Linked DNA regions of Sus scrofa: region 1 is linked to region 2. Evidence: chromatin contacts called from public Hi-C data. All regions are on one chromosome and are shown on one strand. Each heading gives the region's core, a stretch centred on a gene start, on an enhancer-like site or on the middle of the called end of the contact. The rest is flanking DNA. Distances are from core to core; before and after follow the strand shown. Region 1 holds the start of UHRF2 (E3 ubiquitin-protein ligase UHRF2). Region 2 has its middle 42 kb from the start of GLDC.

Evidence for each region. A called contact is a pair of places that touch in the nucleus more often than the background predicts.
Region 1: a contact with region 2 is called in a Hi-C map of skeletal muscle, with 3 times the contacts expected there. The contact joins the promoter of UHRF2 here to the enhancer-like site in region 2. A contact is called at or near these places in 1 of 5 promoter capture datasets (liver), 2 of 47 Hi-C or Micro-C datasets (embryonic fibroblasts and skeletal muscle) and 1 of 2 datasets of contacts at active chromatin or transcription factors (alveolar macrophages).

Annotation. Positions count from the first base shown.
Region 1 is chr1:215,802,828-215,810,187 of Sscrofa11.1, reverse strand. UHRF2 (E3 ubiquitin-protein ligase UHRF2) reads left to right here and starts at 2,560. Exons shown (of 16, transcript XM_021063938.1): 1 at 2,560-3,077. The coding sequence starts at 2,925.
Region 2 is chr1:215,563,077-215,570,575 of Sscrofa11.1, reverse strand. No RefSeq gene overlaps it. Among named protein-coding and RNA genes, the nearest start is that of GLDC, 42 kb to the left of the region's middle. Within about 2 kb of position 2,060, at least 56 of the 83 cell types and tissues checked have an H3K27ac peak or open chromatin away from gene starts, as enhancers often do. A contact at or near this core is called in liver and skeletal muscle, where this site is marked.

The sequences.
Region 1 (7,360 bases), core at 1,311-3,810, 240 kb before region 2:
CAAATATATCTTTTCTGGGTCTCCCATCTCTGGTCAATCATTTGGGATCTATATTGGCTAGATTAGCACAAATCCTATACAGTCTCAGCAGTATTTTGACAATAGTCTCCCCCAACCCCTGACCTCCTCACAAAGGATTCTCCATTTAAGACTTACAACATTAAAAGGACAAATTGCCTCATGGGAGTGAGTACAGCAGGTCTTGACTAGTTCTTTTTTCCGAACTTTTCTACTTCTCTTCAAAACTTTGGATTTATATTTCCAACTATTACTTAAATAACTCCATGTAGGTATACTCTGGATGAATTTCAGTGCAACACAATGCAAAGGGTACGCACTGCTTCCTCTTCTCTTCTAGTTCAGAGCATCATTATCTACCCAAACCATCATTTAAGTCTCCCAAACTAGAAACCTTGGAATTATTCTTAGCATTCTATTTTCCTCATCCCTCATATCCACACTTTCTACAAGTCTGATAGCCTTGATTTTCTAGAATACTCTGACTCTATACTTTCCTCTCTTACTGTCACAGATTTCACCGAAACTGACACAATAAGCTTTCTGACAGCATCTCCCCCGCCTCTCCTAGTCTCTTAGTTTTTCCCTAAGGCATCCTTCCACATTCCTTCAGGTGTCTTTGCAAAGGGCATATTTAATCACATCAGTGGACTCCTTTAAAAACTTTAGTTTCTCCCTGGGGCCCACAAAATCTATTTCTTTCAATGCTAATCTTCACACTCTGCCCCTCCCTATTTAGTCAACCTTTCTCTTATATGCAATCTCTTTGACCTGCAAAAATGCATACCTTCTATCTTTGCTTAAGCACTCTCTCCTCTTTGGGCATTCTCTGCTTATCTAAATCCTCTCCATAATAGTACAAAAATAATTTAGTGTGTAACACCAAGGGATAGGCACTATGATAAACATTTTACATTCATTAGATATTCTAAGCACCATTTTACATTGAGGAAATTGAAACAAATAATTTCTCCAAGATCACATTTTAAGTAAATAGAAAAACTGGTTACAATTCATGAACTGAACATTTAAATGCTGCCTTCATTACAATATGCCATTTAATTCAGGTCAAGTTGTACCCCTATTCTTAAGATCCCAGATCATTCTAGTCCCTTTCTCTCACCTCTAATTGCTGTTTTAACCAAGAGCAGACTATTTAGTACTAAATTATTCTTTAATACTTTCATTTTTTAAATTCTTATTTGAACAGGATTGTAAATTCTTTGTGATCAGAGAATTTTTATAAAACTTTTAATATGACTCTACAAGGGCATACTGTATCCTATAATAGCAAATAGCTATCCTTTATTGGGGCAGGTTATTAGCGAGCCTCATATTTACACATGTAAAGAATACCCAATATTTGTTTTACTTAAATCAGGAGCAGACAGGATGTATTTAGAGAGTAAAAGTGAGTGTAAAATTTTCAACAAGGACGGAGACCAAAATGTATATTTGTTCCACTTTTTTCTCTCTCTCCCATGTTGGGCCATCTTTTTTTTTTTTCCCAATATATTAGTGGTCTCTGTACTTACAATTATTTTAAGCGGTTATTACAAAAATGTTGCTCTACTTTTGTGCTAATAATCTGCACCAGTATGAATACTCAAGTTATGGATTTTGGCAAATATGAAGTCCAAATTTTATACATACATACTTTTTTCTACTTCCATATGCTCTCTTCCTTTTTAGGTAATGCTCCTTTGGACTATTTTTGAGAAATTATTCCTATCAGGATCGCTGGAGTACTTCCTTCATAGGTGTGTAATTTTGCATCCTTTAAAAGCGTCTTCCATGACCCCAGCCCCTTAAGCCAAATGCTAACATGGAAGGTCCACAAACGGAAACGTCCGCCTCTGGAGAGAGGCCTTCAGAGAGGCGGCACCAGCACCTCCCTGGCCCAAGGTCCGGTTGTGAGCGCAGCGGGCAGAGATGGGGATCCCACCCGGCCCGGCGGCCTGTAGGCCTTACTTGGGTGGCCACCTCCGCCCAGCGGCGGGAAACACTAGGAAGCCAGTTTCCGCGCGAAGGCAGCATTCTGCGACCGGCGGGAAACGAGTTCCTGAAGGAGAAGGGTCCCTAGGGCCTTTCCTGGGTGGCCGGCCCCGCCAGGCCGCCTGGCTGGCTGTGTCTGGCTGAGCGCGGTGAAGCGGGTTCATTTCCTTAGGTGCTTTCTCACAAATTTAGGCCGCGCCCGCATGCACTCACCCCACTTTTCATAGTCGTACAACTGCACATAAGAGTTTCTTATCTTTGGTGTTTTTGATACCACAGAACCGAATTGGCTAGGCCTGAGAGGTCGCTCTCGCCCTTGGTCCCGAAATCAGGTCTAAAGCGGCAACCCGTGTGGGCGGCCTTGTAACCGCCAGCAACCCGAAGGCTAGAGGGCGTGTCTAGGGCCCAGGTGCCGGCGGAGGGGCAAGTAACGGCTCACCAAAGCACCGCCCCCCCGCCCCGCCCTTCCCACCCCGCCCATTTTAGTTTCCTCTGGTCTGTGGCCACCTCCTGAGTTGCTTCCTCTTTAAGGCGGAGCCCGGCATAGATCTCGCGAGATCCGGGTTGGCGCCGTGACCTCCATGTGGGAGCTTGAGCTCTATAAGTAAACACTCCGCGCGGCGCAGACAAGGCTTCTTCCTATTTGTGAGGTGGGGGCTGCGGTAGCAGCCGCGCTCCCGACTGGTTCCGGTTTCCTTCCCTCCTCAGCTCTGCTGGGTGGGCGCTTAGTTTAGGATTCACCGCCGCCTGTCCGGCCCGGCGTCTGGTCGGTCTTCCTCTCTGGTGCGCGCGCTCGCCCGCCAGCCGCGGAGAGTCAGAGCGGACCGGGAAGCGGCGCGGGCCGGGCGGGGCGCGGCGCCCCGAGCGCAGGGGGAGACAAAGCAGGGCCGGCCCCTTCTCCCGGCGCCGAGATGTGGATCCAGGTTCGCACCATCGACGGGTCCCAGACGCGCACCATTGAGGACGTGTCCCGCAAAGCCACAATTGAGGAGCTGCGCGAGCGGGTGTGGGCACTGTTCGACGTGCGGCCCGAGTGCCAGCGCCTCTTCTACCGGGGCAAGCAGGTGAGTCGCGCCCACCGCCCCCCACGGGAAGCTCGAGCAAGGGCAGCGGAGCGTTGGCAGGATGCTTAAGCTGGACGGGCCGGAGTGCTTGGTGCCCCACATGTGCAAAATGTACCTGGCTCCACTTCGGGTGGGCAGCCCGCGAGGTTCAGAGCTCGGCCATGGGCGGGGGTCCTCGCCAGCCCTGAGTGCAGGTGCGCTTCGCGGGGTCGGAGGCACCCGGAGCCCGGAGACCTCACCGCCCTTTCTCAATGGGGCAGCAGCCGCTCGCTAGGGCGCCTGGGTTCCCTCTTATTCCCGCGCTTGGTGGGGTCCGGGCTCCTGGAGGGCGGGGAGGGCAGCAGACTCTGGCGGCCATGCCAAAGTGCAGGTGGGGAGGGCTGGCGGCTCTGACTCCCGGCAGCGCTGACCCGGCTAACGGCTTGTATCCTTTCTTTAGCTCTACCGCCCTCCTGGGTCCCAAATAGGAGGGGAAACTTACGTATTGCTTGTTCTCAGGCACAAGACCCTAAGTTGCCTCCTCTCTGTGGAAGGGATTTGTATACACTGAAGGTTCGAAGGCTTTCCAGAACTTCTGCCCGCCCCCTCCTTTCCTGGAATTGAATCTGTCTTGGGGGAGATTAGAGACCTGGGCTGAAGAAGCTGTAGATGTAACCTGGGACCGGGTTTAAACTAGCCAGTCTTGGCGGGGGGTGTGGAGGGGTAATATTCAGAGTGAAAAACGGTTTAAAAGATGTGTCTTGCCCTTATTTCTCACCTTCTCATAGGTCTCTCACCCATGCTTTGAACACAATTAGAGCATAGCTAGCGGTACATACTTGAAGGCTGAAAGTGTTATTTGGCGGTGCCCTAGGGTGTTTGGGCGTCCCTGGTAGTTGTATGGTATGGCCCTGATCTGGCCCATTGAAGATTTTTTCCTGTTCACGTGATCTGTACCTGGAGACCCAGACTCATCGTGTATTTCTTGTTTCTTCTTTGTAAAGACAAAACAAAGTTGGTATCCTCCAGTTGATAGACCATATTTTGGCTCCAATCTTGTAGTTTGAAATAAGTGTAACTCTCTTTCATTTGGTAGAAGTAGCGTTTTGCTACAGCCAACGGGTTTGAGAGGAGTATTTTTCTCCTCTTCATAGGCTTACCTTTTGAAAACTGTCCAGAAACTTCAGAGTAACAAGATTGCACTGAGAAAGAGCGAGGGGTTGTTAAAATTTGTTTTGAAATAAGTGTCAGTATCGTTGATATCAATATCCAGTTTTATATTGATCCTCTAGTGCTTGACTTGTAAAAATAGGTGTTCAATTTGTTTGCAAACTTTGCTTTAGAAATAAATGTATGTGTATTAAACGCTCTTTAGCTTTATAAGGCTGATACCTTTTAATTTTTTGGTCAAAAGTGAAAAGCATGTAACAAAGTCTATTGAATTTTATTTTCTAGCTAGGGACAATAGTATTTGAATTCCTGGGATACTTTAGTGACTTCACCAGAGATAGAAAAGCATGAAAATGAATTCCTGGGCGATGCCCATATAGTCTAATTATCAAATAACACTAAAAGGAAAATGTGCACCTGGCTCTCTTGAGGAAAAGGTAGGGATTGGGTTAAACTCAAGGCAACCAAGTAGCCCTTCTGACAAACCAGGAAGCTATTCCAAGCTCAGGGAAGAACTATTGAGCTTAACAACCTTTTGAACTTTTTACTCCAGGAGTTGATAACTCACTACTTGATTTTACTATGGGGATAAACCAACAAGAATTAGGAATGGACTGTGGGTGCCTCACTTGAGTTGGAGATAGAAGGAAGACATTGCTCCAGCTGTATTTACTTCCTTATGATCTGACAAGCAGAGATGAAATGATTATTATCTATATTCTCCTTTCCTTTTGGAGTCTACAGCCTGTGGACAGGATAGTGTATCTATATCAAGCTGCTTTGGATTGGTGTCACAGGGCTGCCCTTATTCTTGTAAATTGCTTTTGTGCTTATTAGAAAAAGATGTCCCATCCTCAAGATTCCTTTCTCATAGTGCAAAATGTCATAAAATAAAAACAAATTTACAGTTTTCCCTGATGTAAGGAGTCCCCCTGCCTTCACCTTTGTGTGTAAGGTTTGCTTCTTTTAATCTTTGGTATGCATCAGAATCTTTTGTAGATATTTATTACAGATGTTCAGCTCACAACAGAATTGCAAGTAGTGAATTTAACAAGACCCTGTGGGAGATTATCATGAACACCTGAGTTTGATAATGAATGTTGAAGAAGGCAGCTTCCTACTAGTTTCTTACTATTCAAAATGTAGTCCCAGGATCAGCAGGACCAGTAGCATTAGCTGCACCTGGGAGCCTCACACCCACCCTGCTGAAATAGAATCTGTATTTTAATTAGGTTCCCAGGTGGTCTGTATGCAAATTAACTTGGAGAAGCACTGTAATTGTGTGATTGACTCCACTTTTGAGAGTCAAAATGGAGAGCCAGGCAGCGATTCAGGGCTGTAAGTTCCAGTTAGAGTAGGGTAACCTCACTGGGATATTCTCTGCGATGTTGAATGTGCACACTAGGGATTGCTTTTTGTTTTTTAGAAAGAGATACATTGGTGGATCTCTAAATCTTGAGAAAACCTAGAGCTTTTCCTAATTGGAAAGCATTCTCTCCCCTCTTTGCTTCCTTTGTACCACTGTAAGGACTCTTAGAATAGATTGTAAATGTGGGCAATGAACCAGAGGTGAAGAAAAACTTGAGTAGTCGCCTTTTGCCCTTGGACTCAGTTTTCACATGGGCTACAAAGTGTTTGCCTACTTAAATGTGTGTGTGTGTGTGTGTGTGTGTGTGTTCTGTATATGCTGTGAAAGATACATAAAAGTTACTAATGCTTTCCACCTGTATGCCTATCCGTAGCCCCTTGGGAATGACTTCCCCCTCTGCCTTCTCATTCACTGTCAATTGGTGTTTGCTTCCTAGTTTTCCCTTGCGAAATGTTGCATTTCTTCCTGTTACTTGGAATTTCTTCAACTCAATTCAAGAAAAAAACTCTAGACCATTCCTGCCATTCTAATAGCACAAATCCTGCAACTCTATGTAGGATAGCAGTTCTCAAAAACATTTTCTGCTGTGAGACGTTGCTGGGCCTTAGTTAAAAAACCTGAAGCTCATAGGTGTTTGTAATTCCCAAATGACTCAATTCCTTTCTCCCCCAATTGGAACATAATTTAAATGCAGGTAATTTTTTATCTATATTTAATTGAATTTGGGAGGGCTTCAGTACTTTTAAAATAACAAATCATTCCAACAGTTGTTGCAACTCTTCCCAGTAGCCTGTGTGGAACTGCTGTGCAGTGGATAATAATCACTGTTTAAGGAAAACTAGGAGGGTACCTATGAATTAGGGAAAGACTAGATAATTCTGATAAAGATAGCTATCATAGCAAGCATGAATAGTTGAGGAAAGGTGGTTACATGTTCTATGGGCCTGATTTCTATTAGAGCACTTCATGCCCCGATAATGCTTAATGTTTTATTCTGACTTAAGATACTGTTTTCCCTTTCACACTAGGTACCACTTGAAGCAGCTTGTACTTATTCTGATCACTTGGCCAAAGCTAGTCAGAATGCTTGGGTATGAGAATGCCCCCAAGTTCCCTGTAACTCTCACCTCAAATTTCAATGGAAAAAAAGCTTATGGAAATACTTTGAATTTCCAATTATCTCACCAGCTTAACGGCTGTCTTGATTTTGGGGAATGCTCTACCAGTTAATTAATTCGTTCTGTGCTGTTAAGAGGTTTTTGTTTTTCTTTCCCTACTTAAAACATTACATCTTTTTGTCAGAAGGTGGAATGTATGTAGAATCAAAGTTACGGTTTTTCAGTTGTTCCAGATTTAGTGTGTCCTTAATGGGATGAGTGAGGGGCTTTGGAGAAAGTCCAAATGAAGTGGTGAAGGTGTAGTTTCTTGCTCCTTGAGTTTTCCCAGGTATTCAGGATTATGAATTCTTGTTCTTTAAGTCAGATAAGCCATGCTAACATACTATCCCTATAAAGTTGTATCTGCTTACAGGTTTGGGGGACTCCTTAGACTTACTTGAAATAAGCATGTTAACTAATCTGTGACATAATGTCAATTTAATTCCCTCACTGGGAAAGTTGTTTTTTTGTTTTCCACTGTACAGCATGGGGACCCAGTTACACATACATGTATACATAATCACTGGAAAATTTGAATTTCTCAATTCCTTGTTCTGTTTAACAGTTGTGAAACCTATAATAATGTGCAGGATTGTGCTAAATTGAGT
Region 2 (7,499 bases), core at 811-3,310:
TTGAGCCACACACAGCTTGTGATCTAAGCTGCAGCTGTGGCAGTGCTGGATCCTTTAGGGCTGCACTCACGGCCTATAGAGTTTTAACAGCACACTGGGCCGGGGATCAAACTCATGCCTCCAACCTGACCAGAGCTGCTGCAGTCAGACTCTTAACCCACTGTGCCACAGTGGGAACTCCAGGAAAGAAGTTTTTTAAATTGACTATAAGAGAAAATGGGAGTTCCTGTCATAGCTCAGTGGAAACGAATCTGACTAGTATTCATAAGAATGCAGGTTTGATCCCTGGCCTCGCTCAGTGGGTTAAGGATCTGGCATTGCCGTGAGTTTAGGTGTAGGTTGCAGACACAGCTCGGATCTGGCGTTGCTGCGGCTATGGCGTAGGCTGGCAGCTGCAGCTTTGATTTCCACCCCTAGCCTGGGAACCTCCATATGCCGTGAGTGCAGCCCTAAAAAGACCAAAAAAAAAAAAAAAAAAAGTTAAAAAAATAAATTAAATACATTGACTGTAAGAGAAAAAAAGGAAAAGAAAAAAAAAAAATCCCATCTTTGGGTAGATTTGGCTACCAGGCAGCTCTTGCTCAGATTTGTAGCCTCAGTTAGCAATGACCTAAGGAAACTCCATGCATGGAAACTCGTTGCTGAGAAGGCATCAACGCACCTAGCAGGAACAAGCAAAAATCCTATTTGGAAGAAACCACAAATACTTTTTCCTCACTGATTTTCAGGTTTAAAAAAATGAAGACACAAAGAAACTAGACACCATGGACACAGACAGCAGAAACATCAGGCAGCAGAAACTTGAAAATAATTCAGACATTAGAATTATCATGACACTGATTACAAAACAACTATGACTACTATGTTTTAAGAAATAAAATAAGCTCCAATTAAAAGGAAACAGAGAGGACAGAGAAACATGCTGAAATGCTCCATGTATATGGAATCAGCAAAATCCAAGCTGGGGCAAAACACTGCCAGATCAAAGATCCCAGGTTTGTCTACAGAACATTGTAAAGAAAAAATAGCTTTAAACGTTTCGTCATTAAGAAGGCTGTCTGGTAAATGGCTTGTTGCAGATACTCTATCAGATTAATTTCCCTTCTATCACTGGTTTCCCATAAGCATTTATCATAATTGTTTTAGTCATTTATTCTACAATTGGCAAAATAATTAACGGAGAATTAATCAATTAAATTTTGGTGATGTTAAAACCACCGAATTTGCTTATAAGGTGTTATTCTATGTAACTAAATTTGGCTAATATTTTGCTTACCAGTTTTTGCACCTACATTCATGAGCAAAACTGGCATACTATTTTCCTTCAATTTGATGTCCTTGGGTTTTCCTATCAGGGTTATACTACATCTCATAAAAAGTTTAAGTGTTTCCTGTTTTTGCCTTCCCTTCCCCATTTTTCTGCAAGTATTTGATTAATATGGGAATTATGGTTATAACAAAGTTTTGCTTACCAAAGAAGATTGGGGGAGATAAATTTGGCACTACTATATATAAAACAAACAACAAGGACCTACTGGGAACTGTATTCAATATCTTTTAATAACCTATCATAGGAAGGAATGTGAAAAACAGACATTTACAGGTATAACTGAATCCTGTTGTACACTGAAACTCACACTACATTGTGAATTAACTATACTTCAATTAAAAACATTTTTAAAGAGGGAGAATGTGGAAAAAATTGGGAATTATATTTTCCTCATAACGTTTGGTTTATCTTGCTTAGGAACCCTGGGTGGCCTGGACTCTTCTCTGTAGGAAGACTTTGAGCTACTTCTTCATTTTGTTTTTAAACAATTTTCCCTGCACAAGGACAAATAGGTACCTCCCCAGGACTCTCCATGGCCGGAAGCAGACTGCAAGCGGTCTCGGGTCTCTGGAGAACCCACATTAAGATTGGGCCGGGCCGGGCCTGGCGGGGGAGTAAACCACGTGACCACACAGAGCGCCTCAGGGCCGACGCCCCCTCCTCCGGAAGCCGTGTTCTGACGTCGCCATGCGGCAACTTCCTGCAGGACCTCGACGGAGCCTATTGCATTCTGGGACACGCGTGGCTACGCTCGGATTTTAGAGCGTCGGTGTAGGGCGTGTCTCCCCGCGGTGCCCTGTGTACACGTTCTCCTGCCAGCTCAAACATCTTTTCCATTTATAAAGAGGCGGGGTTCTATTTCCTGCGAGCAAGGAGTTGCCAGAGGATGGTGTCAGTTTAGGTACTGCTAAACTTAATGCAACCAGATCTGGGGCCTGAGACTAATTCGAGGCTCACAAGACGGTCTAAGTGCTACTACTTCCTCCCCACATCCCGGGCTTCCGAAGGATCACGTGACCGATGGCTGGCTCAGCTGTCACGTGATGCGTCGCGTGTCGTTTTTGCGCTGGAGAGTACTAGCTCACGGGGGTGTGTGTCTTTGTCTCCGCTCCCGCCCTGGTCCCGTTTTTTTGCCGCATGCACAGCACACGATTGCTTCCTGCGTTATCACTCAAACTCCACTTCCACCGTTTCTTTCTCACAGGTACAGAGACGCACACCTGGCCGTCTGTCCCTCTTGGGCTCTGGAGGAGAAGGTGATGGAGAAACTGGCCGTCAGAGGAGTTAGGACAAAAGTTTTTGCCTGCGTCTGTTGAGAGTGGCGTGATCATCATACCGAGGGTGGGAGGAAGGGTTCCACAGCCCCGCGGCGCTGCTAGGGATTCGGCTTTGTGCTTTGGCGAGAGCCTGTGCTAGAGAGGGGAGCGCACGTCTTTGCGATTCATAATGGGGCCATGTCAACTTCTGTCTTCCTTGGGACTTCTTGGCTGTGTGTCGGGGTCCCAGATGCCCTGGGTGACCCAGGAAATAATTCTTTTTTTTTTTTTCTGAGCCACATCTGTGGCCTACACTGTAGCTTTCAGCAATGCCAGAGCCTTAACCCACTGAGTGAGGTCAGGGATTGAACCCTTATCCTCACAAAGACAATGTCAAGTCCTTAACCTGCTGAGCCACAATGGGAACTCTATGTAGTGGGTTTTTAGTTTTTTTGTTTTTTTGTTTTTGTTTTTGGTGTGGTTTTATAGTATACCATGATACAGGTATACTATAAATTTTTTAACCAGTCCCTATTGACTGGCATTCAGGATCTTTCCAATATTTTGCCTATTATGAACGATGCTGTAATGAAAAGTTGTTTTTGTAATTGTGCAAATTTATGATGACCTAAATTTCTAGAAGTTAGTTTATAATGATCTAAATTTATACAAGTTAGTCTATGTAAAAAATTATATGCATTTGATTTTTTTTTTACACAAATAATTGCTTGGATTTTTCTTGGCACTGCATTTAATCCATAGATCAAATAGAAGAGAATTGACATTTTTATATTTATTTATTTATTTACTTATTTATTTTGTCTTTTTTTGGCTTTTCTAGGGCTGCTCCTGCGGCATATGGAGGTTTCCATGCTAGGGGTCGAATTGGAGCTGTAGCCACTGGCCTACACCACAGCCACAGCAACATGGGATCCGAACCGCGTCTGCAACCTACACCACAGCTCACACCAATGCCGGATCCTTAACCCACTGAGCAAGGCCAGGGATCGAACCCACAACCTCGTGGTTTCTAGTCGGATGCGTTAACCACTGCACCACGACAGGAACTCCACAAATTATATGCATTTGAAGTGTCAATAGACAAGTGTCAAACTGCTAACTGTAATTTAGCCTTTTTTTTTCTAGGGATGAACCCTGAAGCATATGGAAGTTCCCAGGCTAGTGGTCAAATCAGAGCTACAGCTGCCAGCCTACACCACAACTGCAGCAATGCCAGATCCAAGTCTCGTCTGTAACCTATACCACAGCTCACAGCAACACTGGGTCCTTAACCCACTGAACAAGGCCAGGGATTGGACCCAGATTCTCATGGATACTAGTTGGATTCATTACCTCTGAGCCACAATGGGAACTCTCCAGAGCTATTTATATTTTGTTTTCTTGGAACCCATTGCAAATCCTTGCTTGTTTTTCTTTTGATTTGTTTTATTCATTGTGGGTTTTTGTTTTTATTTTTTTGCCACACTCATGGTATGCGGAAGTTCCTCAGCCAGGGATTGAACTCGCGCCACAGTTACAACTAGAGCCACAGCAGTGACAAAACCAGATCCTCAAACCCACAGAGCCAGAGGAACTCCCTCATTTGTTTTTTATTTTTACTTTTATTTTTTTTAGGGCTGCACATGTGGCACATGGAAGTTCCCAGGCTAGGGGTCGAATTGGAGCTGCAACTGCTGGCCTATGCCACAACCACAGCCATGCAGGATCTGAGCCTTGACTGTGACTTAAGCCACAGCAACGCTGGATACTTAACCCACCGAGCAAGGCCAGGGCTGGAACCTGCATTCTCATGGCTACTAGTCAGGTTCATAACTGCTGAGCCACAACAGAAACTCCGTTATTTGTTTTTAATAACACATTTTGCCTCTTTCTTTTTAAAAAATTAAATTTATAAAGATATATTTAAAACAATAAAATGATAAAATTGAGTACTTTCGGAAGCCTTATTATGGAAAATCCAAAAATAGAGCTAAATTTCTTCAGCAACAAGCAAGTGTTTAATTTAACTATATAGCTTGATACTTGATCAACTGAAAAACCTTAAGAATACAACTCATGGTAAAAACAAAATCCATCATTAAGAAGGCCATGCTTGAAAATAAATCAGGGATCTAAGAAAGTAGGCAAAAGGCAGAGGAAATTTAATTTAGAATGGACTTTGAGAAAGAAGTAATGAAGAAATCTGGAAAATGTTATAAGTTTCTGAGGATAAAGATAAGAAATTAGTACAGGAATTCCTGCTGTGGTGCAATGGGATCAGTGGCATCTGCAGGTTCAATCACCACCTCCAGCATAGTGAGTTAAAGATCCCACATTGGAGTTCCCATCGTGGCTCAGTGGTTAACGAATCCTACTAGGAACCATGAGGTTGCGTGTTCGATACCTGCCCTTTATCAGTGGGTTAACGATCTGGTGTTGCCGTGAGCTGTGGTGTAGGTTGCAGACGCAGCTCGGATCCTGCGTTGTTGTGGCTCTGGCGTAGCCTGGCAGCTACAGTGCCGATTAGACCCCTAGCCTGGGAACCTCCATATGCCATGGGAGTGGCCCAAGAAATGGAAAAAAGACAAAAAAAAAAAAAAAAATCCCACATTGCTGCAGCTGGGGTTTGGATCGGATCCTTGGCCTGGGGAACTCCATATGCCATGGGGCAGCCAAAAAGGAAAAAAAATCAGTACAATTTACAGAAATAAAAAGTTATTAATTGTCTTAGTCCATTTGAGCTGCCATTACAAAATGTCACAGATGACTAGCTTATAAATTAGACCTTAATTTCTCATAGTTCTGGAGGTTGAGAAGTCCAAGGTTAAGGTGCCAGCAGGGTTGCCTGATTTGTAGCTATATGCCTTCTTGCTGTGTCCTCACATTGTTGAAGCAGCAGGCAAGCCTTCTGGGTCTCTTTTTTATAAAAGCTTTATTCTCCCACCCTCAGACTTTTGAATATGCATAAGAGATCTCCAAAAGAGAACGACAAATCTGTTAATTACAGAGAGAATGCCATTTGATATTACTTCATTTGTGCTGTGATACCAATATGTGCCTGCCGGGAATTCTCTTGTAGTACAATAGGTTAAGGACCTGGCATTGTCACTGCAGAGGCTTGGGTTAGTGCTGTGTCATGGGTTTGATCCCTGGCATAGGTGTTTCCATATGCTGTGGGTGCAGTCAGGAGAAAACAACAATAACAACGGAAGTGTGCTTTCCAGAAATTGTAACTTATTTATGTCGCTGTCCACTTTCCTCTATGAAACTTTTATTTATTTATTTATTTATTTATTTATTTAAATTACTCAAATGAATTTATCACATCTGTAGTTGTATAATGATCAAAACAACCTGATTTCCATCCCACAGTCCAAGCACATCCCCCCAGCCCCCTTCTCTATGAAACTTCAATGATCTGAAAAGTAGAGAGTCAAACTTACCCAAATATCTTCTAATCTCCCACTCTCAGCAGCAGACTGATATAAGTATCAAGTTGTACGCTGTAAGAACATGATAAATACTTGAAGGCATGAATGAAAGAAAAATAGGCAGAGGGTAGAAAGATTTTAAAAGAAAGAACAGGAGTTCCCGTCGTGGCGCAGTGGTTAACGAATCCTACTAGGAACCATGAGGTTGCGGGTTCGGTCCCTGCCCTTGCTCAGTGGGTTAACGATCCGGCGTTGCCGTGAGCTGTGGTGTAGGTTGCAGACGCGGCTCGGATCCCGCGTTGCTGTGGCTCTGGCGTAGGCCAGTGGCTACAGCTCCGATTCAACCCCTAGCCTGGGAACCTCCATATGCCGAGGGAGCGGCCCAAGAAATAGCAACAACAACAAAAAAGACAAAAGACAAAAAAAAAAAAAAAAAAAAAGAACAAACAAAAACTTCATAACATAACAACATAATGAGTTCTTTAGAACTGATTCAGGAAGATTGTTCTTGCTTCACCCTCTCCATCACCACAAAGATGCAATCACTTTGTGTTTATTCTTTTTTTTTTTGTGGTGGCAGGGAGCACACCTGTGGCATAAGGAAGTTCCCAGGCTAGAGGTCAAGTCAGAGCTGCAGCCACTGGCCTATACCACAGCCACAGCAACTAATGATCCCATCTGGATCTGCAACCTACACTGCAGCTTGCGGCAATACCAGATCCTTAACCCACTCAGTCAGGCCAGTGATCGAACCTGCATCCTCATAGATGCTAGTCGGGTTCTTAACCCACCGAGCCACAGAGGGAACTCCTGTGTTTATTCTTTTAAAAGAAAAGTAAAATGTGATAGAGGGAAAAGCTTGCAAGTTAGTTTGTTGTGGTTTCTCTTTTTAAAAATTTAATCTTCTCTCTCGGGAAGCCTCTACAGATGCTTTCTTTCCTAGGTTAGTAATTGCCCTCTTGATGGAGGCAAATGGGGTGGGGGGTCCCTGGGGAGGCAGGATCCTCTGGGTAAGAAAGACATTCTGAAAAGACTTGGCTTCAGTTTTGCCAGGAGTGGGGGAAAAAAGTGGGCCATTGACTAAGCTTATCTGAAATTTCAATCTAGTGCCATCTAGTGTTCATTTCTGAGACTATATCCTGACATAACACTAATCCTGTGGTTATCTGAAGGACAATTTTTATTGATGTTTTATTATTATGCACCAGATTTTAAGACAATTTGCTTACCCAAAGAAACAAATACCAAAAGAATATTGTTTCTCATCTGTTTAATTTTTTTTAAGCTAAGCATACTTTTATTTTTTTATTTTTTGGTTATTCTTTCTTGATTTTTTTTATTACTCAATGGATTTATTACATTTATAGTTGTACAATGATCATCACAATCCAATTTTATAGGATTTCCATCCCAGCGCTTTCCCCCACCCCCCGAACTGTCTCCTTTGGAAACCATAAGTTTTTCAAAGTCTGCGAGTCAGTA